Regions from separate parts of the Mus musculus genome. Here all the other regions are linked to region 1. A link is a contact called in public Hi-C and promoter capture Hi-C data. All regions are on one chromosome and are shown on one strand. The core of a region is the stretch at or near the end of the contact, and the rest is flanking DNA. Distances in the headings are between cores, read along the strand shown.

Region 1 (2,694 bases), core at 143-2,642:
TTTCTACTGGCTTCTAAGTGAAACCAGAATAAAAATCAGAGTCGTTGGAGGCCTCCAGGCTGTGCTGGACGTTATCATTACCCGTTTACAACCTTGATTCTGTGACTTATCTCTGGCCATAAGAACTCCAGGTACCTCTGGACACTTTAAAGTTAAGAGTTCCTGCCTCCGGGCCTTTGTACCTGCTGTTCCTTCCCTGGCATGGTTTTCCAGCTGAGGGTTACAGGCTACCTCCCCACAGCACTTACCAGTCATTGACATGTGGGTTTGTTTACTATGACCCTTGAGAGGTCCTGTGTCTGGGCTGCCCGTCCACCTTGGAGTTGCAGAGATGGAAGGCCAACGTCTCTGTAGAGATTAGATCACCTTGATTTTCCCCAGCGACAGATCCGCACACACCTCGTCCTACCTCCCGCACCAATAGAAAGCCAAGAAAGAAGGGCAAGGCTTGGAGAGAGACTCCATATGGCTACTGCTCCTGCAGAAGATCTAAGTCCAGTTCCCAGCACCCACAAGGGTGGCTCACAACTACCTGTACCTCCAGCTGTAAGTGATCTGACTCCCTCTACTGACCTCGGAGGGCACCTGCACTCCCATGGGCAAACCCACTCTAACATATAATTAAAAAATAAATACATACATAAATAAAATCTTTAAAGAAATAAAGAATATGCTTCCATGAACAGGCTCAGTTTCCCGGCATATTTTCCCTACAGAGAAAGATCCATCTCTTAGCCCAGGCCAACACAAATGGGTGCGGAATTAATTAATTCTGCACAGCCTTCTCGGCTGCAGCTAGCTAGGAAGCCACAGGCTAAGGTGCCTGCCTTTTCTGCAAGATTAAATTAGCTAGGAAAAGACTCCTTGGTATCATCGTCATATTCAGGCAAGCCCTCTATCACCTAGCTACACTCTCAACCAGGCCGTTTTATAAAGAAAGAAACTGTCATCCATCAGGTAACATGTCTCAAGAATTTGCAATCTGGCTTGATACTCCGGGTGGCCCCACTACTCCTTATCCTCGGGGAAACTAAAACACGGTATCCCCAAGTTTCCACCTACAAGCTTTGAGAAAACGTCATAAATTAAATGCCCACGATTCTGTGGCAAACGGGCGGTACAAGTAGGCTCGTATTGACTCCTGGAGCCCACAGGATGCTACAGAATGAATGAATGGACCATCTCCGTCCCACACACCCTGGTCCTCCCTAGGAGGCTGCACGGTCCCCTACAGGACGCTTGGGCGCGAGCGGCGTCCCCAGACCGGACGGCGAAGCGCCTTTGCCGCCAGGCTCGCGGGGTCACAGGGTAGCAGCGGCCGAGCATAGCCTTCATTTACCTGCCAGACACTGCAGCAATCACGGCCTCTGCTAATCCAGCCTAGCCAATCCCTGGCGTGGCCAGGGCGCCACGTGACTTCCGGCCGGCAGTGCCACCGAGAACGCGATCGGCGCTAGGACCCTCGCACAGGGAGGCCTGCCTCTAGTCCGAGAAGGTCCGCCCCTGCCGTCACATTCAGCCAATGGAGAGCCGAGGCTCCGGCAGAACCAATGGCGAGGAGGCATGGAGGGGCCTGGCGTTGGCGTCACTAGGTGGGGCGGGGCGTGCGGCGGATCACGTGGCCGGCGCGTTGGCTGCGGGAAGGTAAAGCAGTGCTGGAAGCGGATTGCAGGGGTCATGCCGTGGGGTCGTCTCTGCGCCTGCGCCCTACCGGGATGCTGAACCTGGCGGCGCTGCTGTGGCGCCGGCTCCTGCGCAAGCGCTGGGTGCTCGCCCTGGTTTTCGGCCTCTCGCTAGTTTACTTCCTCAGCAGCACCTTCAAGCAGGTAAGCGACTTCTCTCAGGACCTCCGTCCTTCCGATCCTGCTTCCTCCCTCAAATACTATGTCCTTCTCCCCATCGTTCTTCTAATCCTCCTCCTGAGCACTCCTCCCTCTGATCTAAAATCCTCCTTCAGCCCTTCTCCCTCCGTTGCGTTGTCCTCTGCCCTTCTCCTTTCCCCTCCCTAGCTCCCTCCGTCCTCCACTCCTCCTCCTCCCTCGAATTCTCTGCCTCCCCATCCTCTGTTCTCCTCTGCCCTCCAACTTCTTACCTCTCACCCTCTGTTCTTTTCCAACCCCTCCTCCTCGATCCTCACAGTTCCTCCCTCCCTTGATCCTCTGTCCTCTGATGCTCCTCTCTCCTGTCCTCCACCTTGTAGTCCTCCTGATATGCAGCCATTCAGTCCTCCCTCTGAGCCTCTGAGCCTCTTCCTTTCAGTCCCTGGATCATCCATTGGTCCTCCCTTCAGCTCTCTAGTCCTCAACCCTCTAGTCCTCCTCCCTCCGATTGTGTGATCCTCCTCCTGTCCTCCTGTGAATCGAAGGCCGCTAAGGGAGGCGTCCCACTGCAGGTCTTTGTACCGCCCCTCTTCCGTGCGGGATCTGGCTGGTAGGCCAGGCAGAATGGGGTCCTCAGACCTGTGCACCCTCCTCTGTCGCGTTCCCTGCTCCGCACAGCCCCAGGCTTCTTGATGGGCAGGAGGTAGAGATGGCTAGACCAGGAAGTGGCCAAGGGCTCTCTGTGCCTGTTCACCTGGGTGACCCAACAGGCTCCCTTTTGGGGCACAACTTGGTTGGGTAGATTTTTATTTTTTATTTTTTTATTTTTAATTTCTCAACCTCCCTTTCCCGTTTTTGTCCTGGTAGAGAGTTC
Region 2 (2,694 bases), core at 128-2,627, 1.9 Mb after region 1:
TGCAAGCGGCTGCCATCGCCTGCGATTGGCTGAAGACACCTATGGCAGAGCGCTGAATAATACCCCAGCCCCCCCCCCCCCTCCACCCACCCACCAGGAGAGGCAGGGGAGGAGGGAGAGCAAACATCCAAGAGGAGGAGGGAAAACACAGGCTTCATTAACATGTTTCTGACTCCCACTAGAAACAGCGGCCAAAAAGGCCCCGATTGTATCTCATGTTTTATTTAATTTATTGTATTTGAGGTTTGGGGCAACAAGGGAGGTGGATGAGCGAGGCCCCTTCCAAACAACCATTTAGGCTTGTCAGAGCTCATTGATTGAGTTAGCGAGATTTCCACTCCTGGCTTCCAGCTGCCAGGGCTGTAAGCCGGTCAAACTGGGGCTGACCAGAAGCCCGACATCTGGGAGTCAGGGAGCCTAGAAAGGAGGTGCCTGTGGTGAGAGAGACCCCACTGGTCCACCAGACAGCTTGGGAAGGAGGTGACCATGGAGAGGGAGGCCTGCCAGTCCACCAGACAGCCTCCTCATCTCCCCTCGCTGCTTAATTGAAGCTCGGTGGAATGTGTGCGCTTTGGCATCTCTCAAAGGCTTCTCTCTCCCTTCGTGGTAGGGAATTGCACGGAGCATGTTTCTTCCCAAGCTCCGTGGACCCAGGCAGGGGATAAATAACGCCTCAAATTCGCTGCCCTTCTACCCAAGCAGTTGAAAATTCCCTGTTTGTTTGGTCGTTGGGTTTGTTTTGTTTATAGGCTTGGGGGAAAAAAAGCCAGCAGTACCAGAAGGCAGATGTGTGGTGCTGGAGAGGCAGGCGCGCTCTGCCTTGCATTGAGGACCCGTGGGGGCCGTGCTCCAGGCAGAGCACCGCAAAAGAATGTAATCTCAGCGAGCCAGATGATAGGACCATGTGTTGTCCTCTTCCTTCCCAAATCCCAGCCCTGCTCAGACTCCCCCCATGGGGCCCTAAGCGTCACTTCCTCCGGGTTTCACCTTCTGCAGCTAGGCCTGGTGCTGGCTTTTCCTGGACTGCGGATACCATAGAGCTCAGAGCTATGATCTCAGGATGTGACATTTAGCAGTGTCCGGAACTGCCAGTGTTGTCATGATTCCGAAGGTACCTACTCTGTGTAGACACCACTGTGCCGCACATCCTCCAGAGCATGGGACACATGAGGTCGGAGGCCGGTGGTGTTCTTTGGGGGGGGGGGGGGCAGCAGTGGATTAATAGAGGTGGGCTTGGGGTGGAGAGACTTGTCATGTGCCCAGGGTGTATTCTGCATGAGTGGGTGGCCACCCAAGCCTTGCCAGGAGTGTTGATAGTCATTGTGGCAGCCCAGACCATCCCCACAGGTGCCCTCAGGCCCTCTGGGGGCCAATGCCACCCACTGGAACCTCCGTCTATCAGTTACCAGTTACTTTCTATAGCTATAGCTAGTCCTGAGCTAGCCTTGACTTATAGAGGAGAAGACAAGAGCACAAAGTGAAACCACAAGCCTGTAGTAAAAAATAGAGCCAGCTGGCAGGGTGGGAGGGAGGGAGTGGGGGAGGAGGAGAAGGAAGAGGAGAGAATGGAAAGGAGCTTGGTAAAGATACAGTAAGGGGAAGGACACCATTGTGCCTAGGAGCCTATATCCAAGGCAACAGGGATAAGCCTGCTTAAGGCCCTGTACCTTAGACCCAGCAACCGTGGAGATGTGACCTAAAGCCAGGCAACAGCCACGAGATCTTATCTCAAGCAGAAATAAGAAACAAGTCCTAATAGCACAGGCCAGCTACTTGAAATTATCCCAGCTACTTCAGAGGCTGAGGCAGAAGGATCCCAAGTTCAAGACCTGCCTGCAAAGCCTAGGGAGACACCGTCTCAGTGTGTAAAAAGCTGCAGTGTGGTTCACAGTGGTTCCTGTGAGGCCCCAGGTCCACCCTGAGCATCCCTAAAACACAAAGTCAGGATTGAAAAACCAAACTATATTTGAGCCGAAAACTATAAAATGTGGCAAAGCAGAATCAAATACTCTTTGATGTTGCTTCTTGGAGATGGTGTTCCGTTATTAAACAGATGGGCCACACAGTGTCATCTTAAAGTCTGTAAATTCTACAGACTTTGTACAGATAGCAACAAAGTTCTCCCGTAAAGTCACTCCCTGCCCATGTTCCCTCCACTCCTTTCCATCCTTCCTCCATCCCCAGCTCCCCGCCTTCCTCTGTATACCACGTGGACGTTCATATCATGTCCCACGGTTTGAGCACCAGAGAGCTGACTTCCAATCCCTTGGTAACTCCCAGGCACAGCAAGGGTAACAGGGTTTGTCCAGAGCAGAGACTGGCTGGCTTTTTCTGTGAAGGTGGTGGTGACAGTAGTTACAGCTCGAAAGCATTGGGGGTCAGGAGGAATGGGGTGCGGCTGTTGCCGTGAGCTTCCACTGTTGTAAAGGCAGGGCAAGTCGAACCTTTTTCCTATGGCACACAGTGTTCTTGTGAGAGGTCCCCCACCCCACGCCCCACCCCCCGCCAACCATTCCCCAGTGTAAAAACGGCTCTTCCTGTGGCTGTGTAGAGACAGACAACAGGCCTTCTATGTCTGTCTCTGGCCACCCTTAATCTCGGTGAACAGTGGGGACATGAGAGCCTTCTCTGAGTTCTGTGTTGTCCTACCAGAGGACCACTGTCCTTGAGCATCCTGTGCAAATTCAGACCCTC
Region 3 (2,694 bases), core at 109-2,608, 1.5 Mb after region 1:
CTTTCCTTTCTTGGGGTTTGAATGGTGGATTTTCTGTAGCTTCCCAGTGCAGTTGTGGAGTAACTTTGGGGAGAGGTAGGTAGCAGGGGAGTAGCTAGACTGCAGACACTGAGCAGAATACTCACAGCAAAATGTCTTCCCCCAGCTATCAAGAGACACAGCATCTCATTTCTCAACTCTTCTGTTTTTCCAAACTTGTAAAAAAAATTCATTTAGGACGAGCCATTTGAGATTGTTGGTGTTTAGATATTTTTTAACCTACAGAGGTAGCAATTTGCATACAGCATTTGTTAGTGTGTAGATACCTGCCTTTCTAGAGGAACCCTTTTTTTTTTAAAGAGGGAGGGCTTCCCTTTAAAATTACTTCTAGTTCCAGTTGCTGGGAGCCAAGATGTCCCCTGCATCATACAGGGTCTCAAGTAGCCCAGGCTAGCCTTGAATTTATGTAGTCAAAGGTGACCTTAAACTCCGAGCCTCTTCCACCTCCTGAGTGCTGGGATCACAGGTTCCTTCATGTCCAAATAGGATGCTTTGTCTCTATGCTCTGTGTGCTAGGCAAATGCCCTACTCAATGAGCCACACCCACTATGTGTGTGTGCATGCATTCGAGAAAGAGAGAGACAGACACAAAGGCAGAGAGATGGAAAGGGACAGAGAGGGAGAGGGGGGGAGGGGGAGGAGGAGAGGGAGAGGGAGAGAGGAAGGATGCATTTCTGCCATGGTGACCATGTGGAGATCAGAGGACAACTGTCTGCCCTCAGCTTCCACCTTGTCTGGAACAGAACCATTTGCTCTTGCCTTCTGTGAATGCCACACTAGCTAGCCCAGAATCTTCTAGGGTCTCTCCTGTCTCTGCTTCCCATATCCCAGCAGGAACTTAGGGGCTTACAGGCTGGGACTGCTACCTCCTAACCCAAGAAAGCCATCACGGAACAGCAGCGTTTCTGAGGTTTTCAGATAACAGTGACAGAGAACCCAGAATTCCTCCGGCAGCCATGGATTATGTAATTACGGAATCATTGATTCAGGTGGGGGCAAAGTGGGTGTATTTAGAATAGACAACTAGGTAAAAAATGCTGGGAACAGGGAGAGGCTGTTAGTGACAGGGGTGATGATAAATAGCTCTGTAAAGCTGGAAGGAGGACAGGAGCAGACGGGAGTCAGCCACAGGGCCCTGAGCCCTGACAAGGAGCTCTGGCACGGGGCCAGCATTAGATGCCTGCTGTACCTGGCTTTCAGAACTTCCCTGCCCTTTGTGGTATCAGGCTGAACCCAGTCACAGCTATGGGAGACTTCCTGCTGATCTGCCAAGGTTCTGTCACCTTGTGGTTTCCTGGTGGCAAAAAGGGACATGCTTGAGAAAATTAAATTCCTTCTACAGGGATGAAAAAGAGGAACACAGGGTGTTAGCGGAGTTGCTGAGTGTCAAATCCATACGTCATTTTACCGAGGCCTCAGCTAGCATGAGAGCTGACTTTTAAAAGATACACACGTGAGCTGGGCAGTGGTGGCACTTGCTTTCAATCGTAGGAAGATCTCTGGGTTCAAGGCTAGCCTGGAGTTCCAGACAGTCAGGGCTACACAGAGAAATCCTGTCTTACCCACCCTCCCCTGGAATTACACACACGTGGAGCCAGTGAGCGGCTCAGTAGGTAGAGAGAACAAATTCTTGAAAATTGTCCTTTGACCTCTATGTGGGGGTGGGGATGCAGGGACACACACTCACACAATAATAAATAAATATAACACACACATGCACATTCATGTTATGCTCTTGTGCACAGGGGAGGGGTGTCCACTCAGCTGACCCCGACTGTGTGGTATTCAATTGCAGAAACACACCCTGACGTTCACCACTGCAGAGTGACATCACCTCTCTGTTATAACATCTTTACATGGGCGTGGGATAATGAGGTAGCCCCAAGCCACCTAATAACACTCTGGTTAGAGACAGGTAGGGTCAATATAGCCATGAAATTATGGTGGAGTCAAATATCTTACAAGATAACCAGGGGTAGAGGGTTGTTTTGGCTTACAGTTTCTGGAGATCTCAGTCTGTAACAGCACAGAAAGTGGCAGGCAGGATCACATCCTAAGACAGCTGGAGTATGTGGGGGACTTGGATCAAGTACCGCTGGCTGGAGAGCCGGAGAGTGGGGCCAGCCAGAACTCAACAGCTTCTCATTTTCTTCTCAATTCGATCCATCCTCCCCAGCCAAAAGGCGAAACCAACTTGCTTTGTTGTGTTTTGTGTTTTGAGACTGGGCTTCTCTGTGTAGCCCCAATTATCCTGCGGCTGACTAGCTCTGTAGACCAGGCTGGCCTCAAACTCATAGAGACGGGCCTGCCTCTGCCTCCCAAGTGCTGGGGTTATAGTGTGCACCACCACTGCCCAGTCTGGTGATACCAACTCGTGCTGTGCTAATTTTTATCATCAACTTGATACAACAAAGGGAACCTCAGCTGAGGAATTGCCTCCATCAGACTAGCCTGTGGGTCTATCTGTTAGGAACTGCCTTAATTGATGACTGATGTCGGAGCCCAGCCCACTGTGGGTGGGACCAAGCCTGAGTGGATATAAGAAAGCAGGCTGAGTGTGGACCAGAGAGCAAGCCAGTAAACAGTGCTCCTCTGTGAAGTGGAAGTTTCTGGTTGTGTCATGGGATACAGATTCGTGTGATGTTTTGCTGAGGC
Region 4 (2,694 bases), core at 75-2,574, 1.1 Mb before region 1:
GCCCAAGGCCAACCTGTCCACACTGAGAGTTCTAGGCCAGTAAGCCATCCTAGGTGAGACCCAATCTCAGATAAATAGAAACTAAATATTTTTTTGTAGTAGAGCGTTGACCAGGAGTTGAGTGTCCACGTCTGATAAGGCTTAGGGTGAAAATGTGTCCCTGCAGAAAAACTGCTTTGAGCTTCCACCATCAACTGAAAACAACACAGCTATTTCCACACAAAAAACATGAGACAGGTCCTGGTGCACTTTAACCTCTGGCAGGCACTATGTTTCCGCGTGGCTTAGGATGGAGCCAGGCAGGTTATTGCAGGTTGCACTTGGGGGGTCAAAGCTCAATCAACCTTCCGCCTTTGGTTCATTAAAGCCCGTGGCCCTGAAAGATTTAGTTAGATACGCTTGCTGGAATTTTGCCAAAGCCAACGGGGTCCCCCTACCCCAACTCCTCCATTAACTGTGGTAATCAAAACTCACAAAATGTGTATTTCTTTTTTCACTTTTCTTTCTTTCTTTCCTCTCTTTTCTTTTCGTCCTTCCTTTCTTTCTTTCTTTCTTTCTTTCCTCTTTTTCCTTCCTTTCTTTCTTTCTTTCTTTCTTTCTTTCTTTCTTTCTTTCTTCTTTCTTCCTTTCTTTCTTTCTTAGCTTCTGAGAAAAGATCTAGCTAGATACCCCAGGCTGGGTTCAAACTTGAGGCGATCTTCCAGCTTCTGCCTACAGAGTACTGGTATTCACATCGCACTCATTTTAAAATGTGCCCAGACCCTGGTAAGTAAGCATTTAGCTGGGTCCACAGATTTTTTCCCCCTCTCTCCAGCAGTAAACGTAGGGTCACTGAACGCAAAGCAAGAAAACGCATTCCCCTTCCTGAGAGCTGGAAAATAATTTACAAGCCCCAGGAGGAAAGCATCCCTTAAGGATGGCCAGGAGCTGTGAAAGGTCCAGAGAAAGATCCGACTGGCCCCACGATCTTATCCACGGTGGTCCGACAAGACAAGACAAGGCGTGGGGAAAGAGAGCCAAGAACTTTGACCCTGGCGCAGCACAAACAGAGCTGACCGCGCCCGAAGGGGCCATAGCTAACCCAAGTTAAGAGAGCTTCCGCGTTTGGGAAAGCCCCGCCCACCTGGACCCGCCCACCACCAGCTCCGCCAATCCCCTGGATCCATCGACCGCTCGGACTTCCCAGGCAAGGTCAATCGAGCGCCTATATACGGCCTGGACCCCGAGAGCGGCGATCAGGGAAGGTCAGTAGAGAACCTATCAAAGCATGGCTGTGGGCGGAGTCGAGGGCGGGGTCGAGTGGGGGCGGGGCGCGCTCTGCGCAGTCGGGTGCGATTGGTCACCCCTGGCGGAGCCGCACCTCGGACAGCAGCAGCGGCGGCAGCTAGGGTCCTGCGTGGAGAGTGGGGCGCGACGGGGACTCGCGGGCGGAGGCTGCGCGTGGGGACCCAGCACGCGAAGACCCAGCACGAGAGCGACTCTGGGCACGAGTGAGAGGAGGCGGCGGCGCCGGGGCCGCGGGTGACAGCGCTGAGGTGAGAGCGCGGGCACCCGAGTGACATCCCGAGTCCTCGGCGCAGCGGCCGCGAGCATCCCGGGAGCGGAGTTGTTAGCGGTTCTGCCAGTGCGCCGGGGAGAGGGGGGGGGGGGACTGGGAAGGACCGGGACGGAGAGTGAGGAGCGGACCCCGAGAGGGATCGCGAAGAGTGAGAGGACCAGGATGGGGACAGGGGTGAGGAGTGAACTCTGAGAGGGACTGCGTGTGAGCGAGGGGACCCGGAGAGAGATGGGGACATCAGGATGAGGAGGGGACCGAGAAATACCGCGGGAGAGCAAGGGGACCCCAAGACAGGACAGGGCAATGGGATTAACGAGGCGACTTGAAGAGGGACTCTGGCCGTGGGATAAGCGAAAGAACCCCGGAGGGACTTGCGACGACGGAGTGAGTGAGCGAGGAGATCCGCCCCTGATGGGCCGGTGGGAAAAGCAGACGGGACCCAGGGAGGGACACTCAGAGGGATTGGGACTGCAGACTGAGCAGGTTGACTTGAGAGAACTCAGGCAGCGGGATGAAAGAAGGGGACCCTAGAGAGACCGAGACAGGAAAATAAGCAAAGGAGACTTTTGGGGAGGCGAGGGCAGTAGTTCTGAAACTATGCTCTTGCGATGAGTGTAAAGAGGACCTCAGGAAGGCTTAGGGCAGCCGAGTGAAGGGAGGGGTCCCCAAAAGGGTGTGGGCTGAGGGACCCAGAGTAGGGACAGACAGCACTGAGAGTCCAAGGAGAGCCGGTGAGTGAAGTACCAGAGAAGAGCTTGCGCAGCGTGAACATGGTTTTTCTGGCCTCACAGCCAGGCACCTAGGGAAAAACACCGGCAGCCTGAGCCCGGGTGGCATTGAGTGGGCACAGCAGCAATGCTGACACCTGGACGACACCGATGCTGCTCCACTGCAAAGAACCCGAGGTCTCCCCCTGAGGGTTGAGTTCCGGGATGCTGGAAGGGGGATCATGTGATGGGCCCGGGAGTGAAAGACATAGATCCTAAGGGCTGGCCAAGGGCTAGCTAGACGATTTGTAGAGATTAGACCAGCGTCTCACCTCTTTCTTCTAAACAGCAGGCTGGCTTCCCAACTCTTCCCTAAAGTTCGACCTCGAGGTTCCTTGATGACACATCTGGGGCAAAACTAGAGGGGTT

What was found. Promoter capture Hi-C pulls out the DNA fragments that hold promoters and counts their contacts. A called contact is a pair of places that touch in the nucleus more often than the background predicts.
Region 2: a contact with region 1 is called in a promoter capture Hi-C map of pre-B cells, with 8 times the contacts expected there. The contact joins the enhancer-like site here to the promoter of Rnft2 in region 1. A contact is called at or near these places in 7 of 39 promoter capture datasets (the 3T3-L1 cell line, frontonasal cranial neural crest, hippocampal neurons and 3 more) and 3 of 115 datasets of contacts at active chromatin or transcription factors (the 230-238 cell line, large pre-B cells and pro-B cells).
Region 3: a contact with region 1 is called in a promoter capture Hi-C map of the HPC-7 cell line, with 6 times the contacts expected there. The contact joins the enhancer-like site here to the promoter of Rnft2 in region 1. A contact is called at or near these places in 6 of 39 promoter capture datasets (the C10 cell line, the HPC-7 cell line, cranial neural crest and 3 more) and 3 of 115 datasets of contacts at active chromatin or transcription factors (embryonic stem cells, forebrain and stem cell-derived neural progenitor cells).
Region 4: a contact with region 1 is called in a Hi-C map of regulatory T cells, with 8 times the contacts expected there. The contact joins the promoter of Taok3 here to the promoter of Rnft2 in region 1. A contact is called at or near these places in 1 of 39 promoter capture datasets (pre-B cells), 4 of 484 Hi-C or Micro-C datasets (B cells, CD4 T cells, CD8 T cells and 1 more) and 1 of 115 datasets of contacts at active chromatin or transcription factors (regulatory T cells).

What each region holds. Positions count from the first base shown.
Region 1 is chr5:118,243,633-118,246,326 of GRCm38.p6, forward strand. It overlaps Rnft2 (ring finger protein, transmembrane 2), which reads right to left and starts at 1,393. Exons shown (of 11, transcript NM_001109902.1): 1 at 1,340-1,393. It overlaps Spring1 (SREBF pathway regulator in golgi 1), which reads left to right and starts at 1,595. Exons shown (of 5, transcript NM_001081236.1): 1 at 1,595-1,826. The coding sequence starts at 1,716.
Region 2 is chr5:120,155,779-120,158,472 of GRCm38.p6, forward strand. All of the region lies in intron 21 of Rbm19 (RNA binding motif protein 19), which reads left to right. Among named protein-coding and RNA genes, the nearest start is that of Gm10390, 18 kb to the left of the region's middle. Within about 2 kb of position 1,378, at least 33 of the 459 cell types and tissues checked have an H3K27ac peak or open chromatin away from gene starts, as enhancers often do.
Region 3 is chr5:119,731,848-119,734,541 of GRCm38.p6, forward strand. No RefSeq gene overlaps it. Among named protein-coding and RNA genes, the nearest start is that of Tbx3os2, 42 kb to the left of the region's middle. Within about 2 kb of position 1,359, at least 6 of the 459 cell types and tissues checked have an H3K27ac peak or open chromatin away from gene starts, as enhancers often do. A contact at or near this core is called in the HPC-7 cell line, where this site is marked.
Region 4 is chr5:117,118,805-117,121,498 of GRCm38.p6, forward strand. Taok3 (TAO kinase 3) reads left to right here and starts at 1,325. Exons shown (of 21, transcript NM_001199685.1): 1 at 1,325-1,535.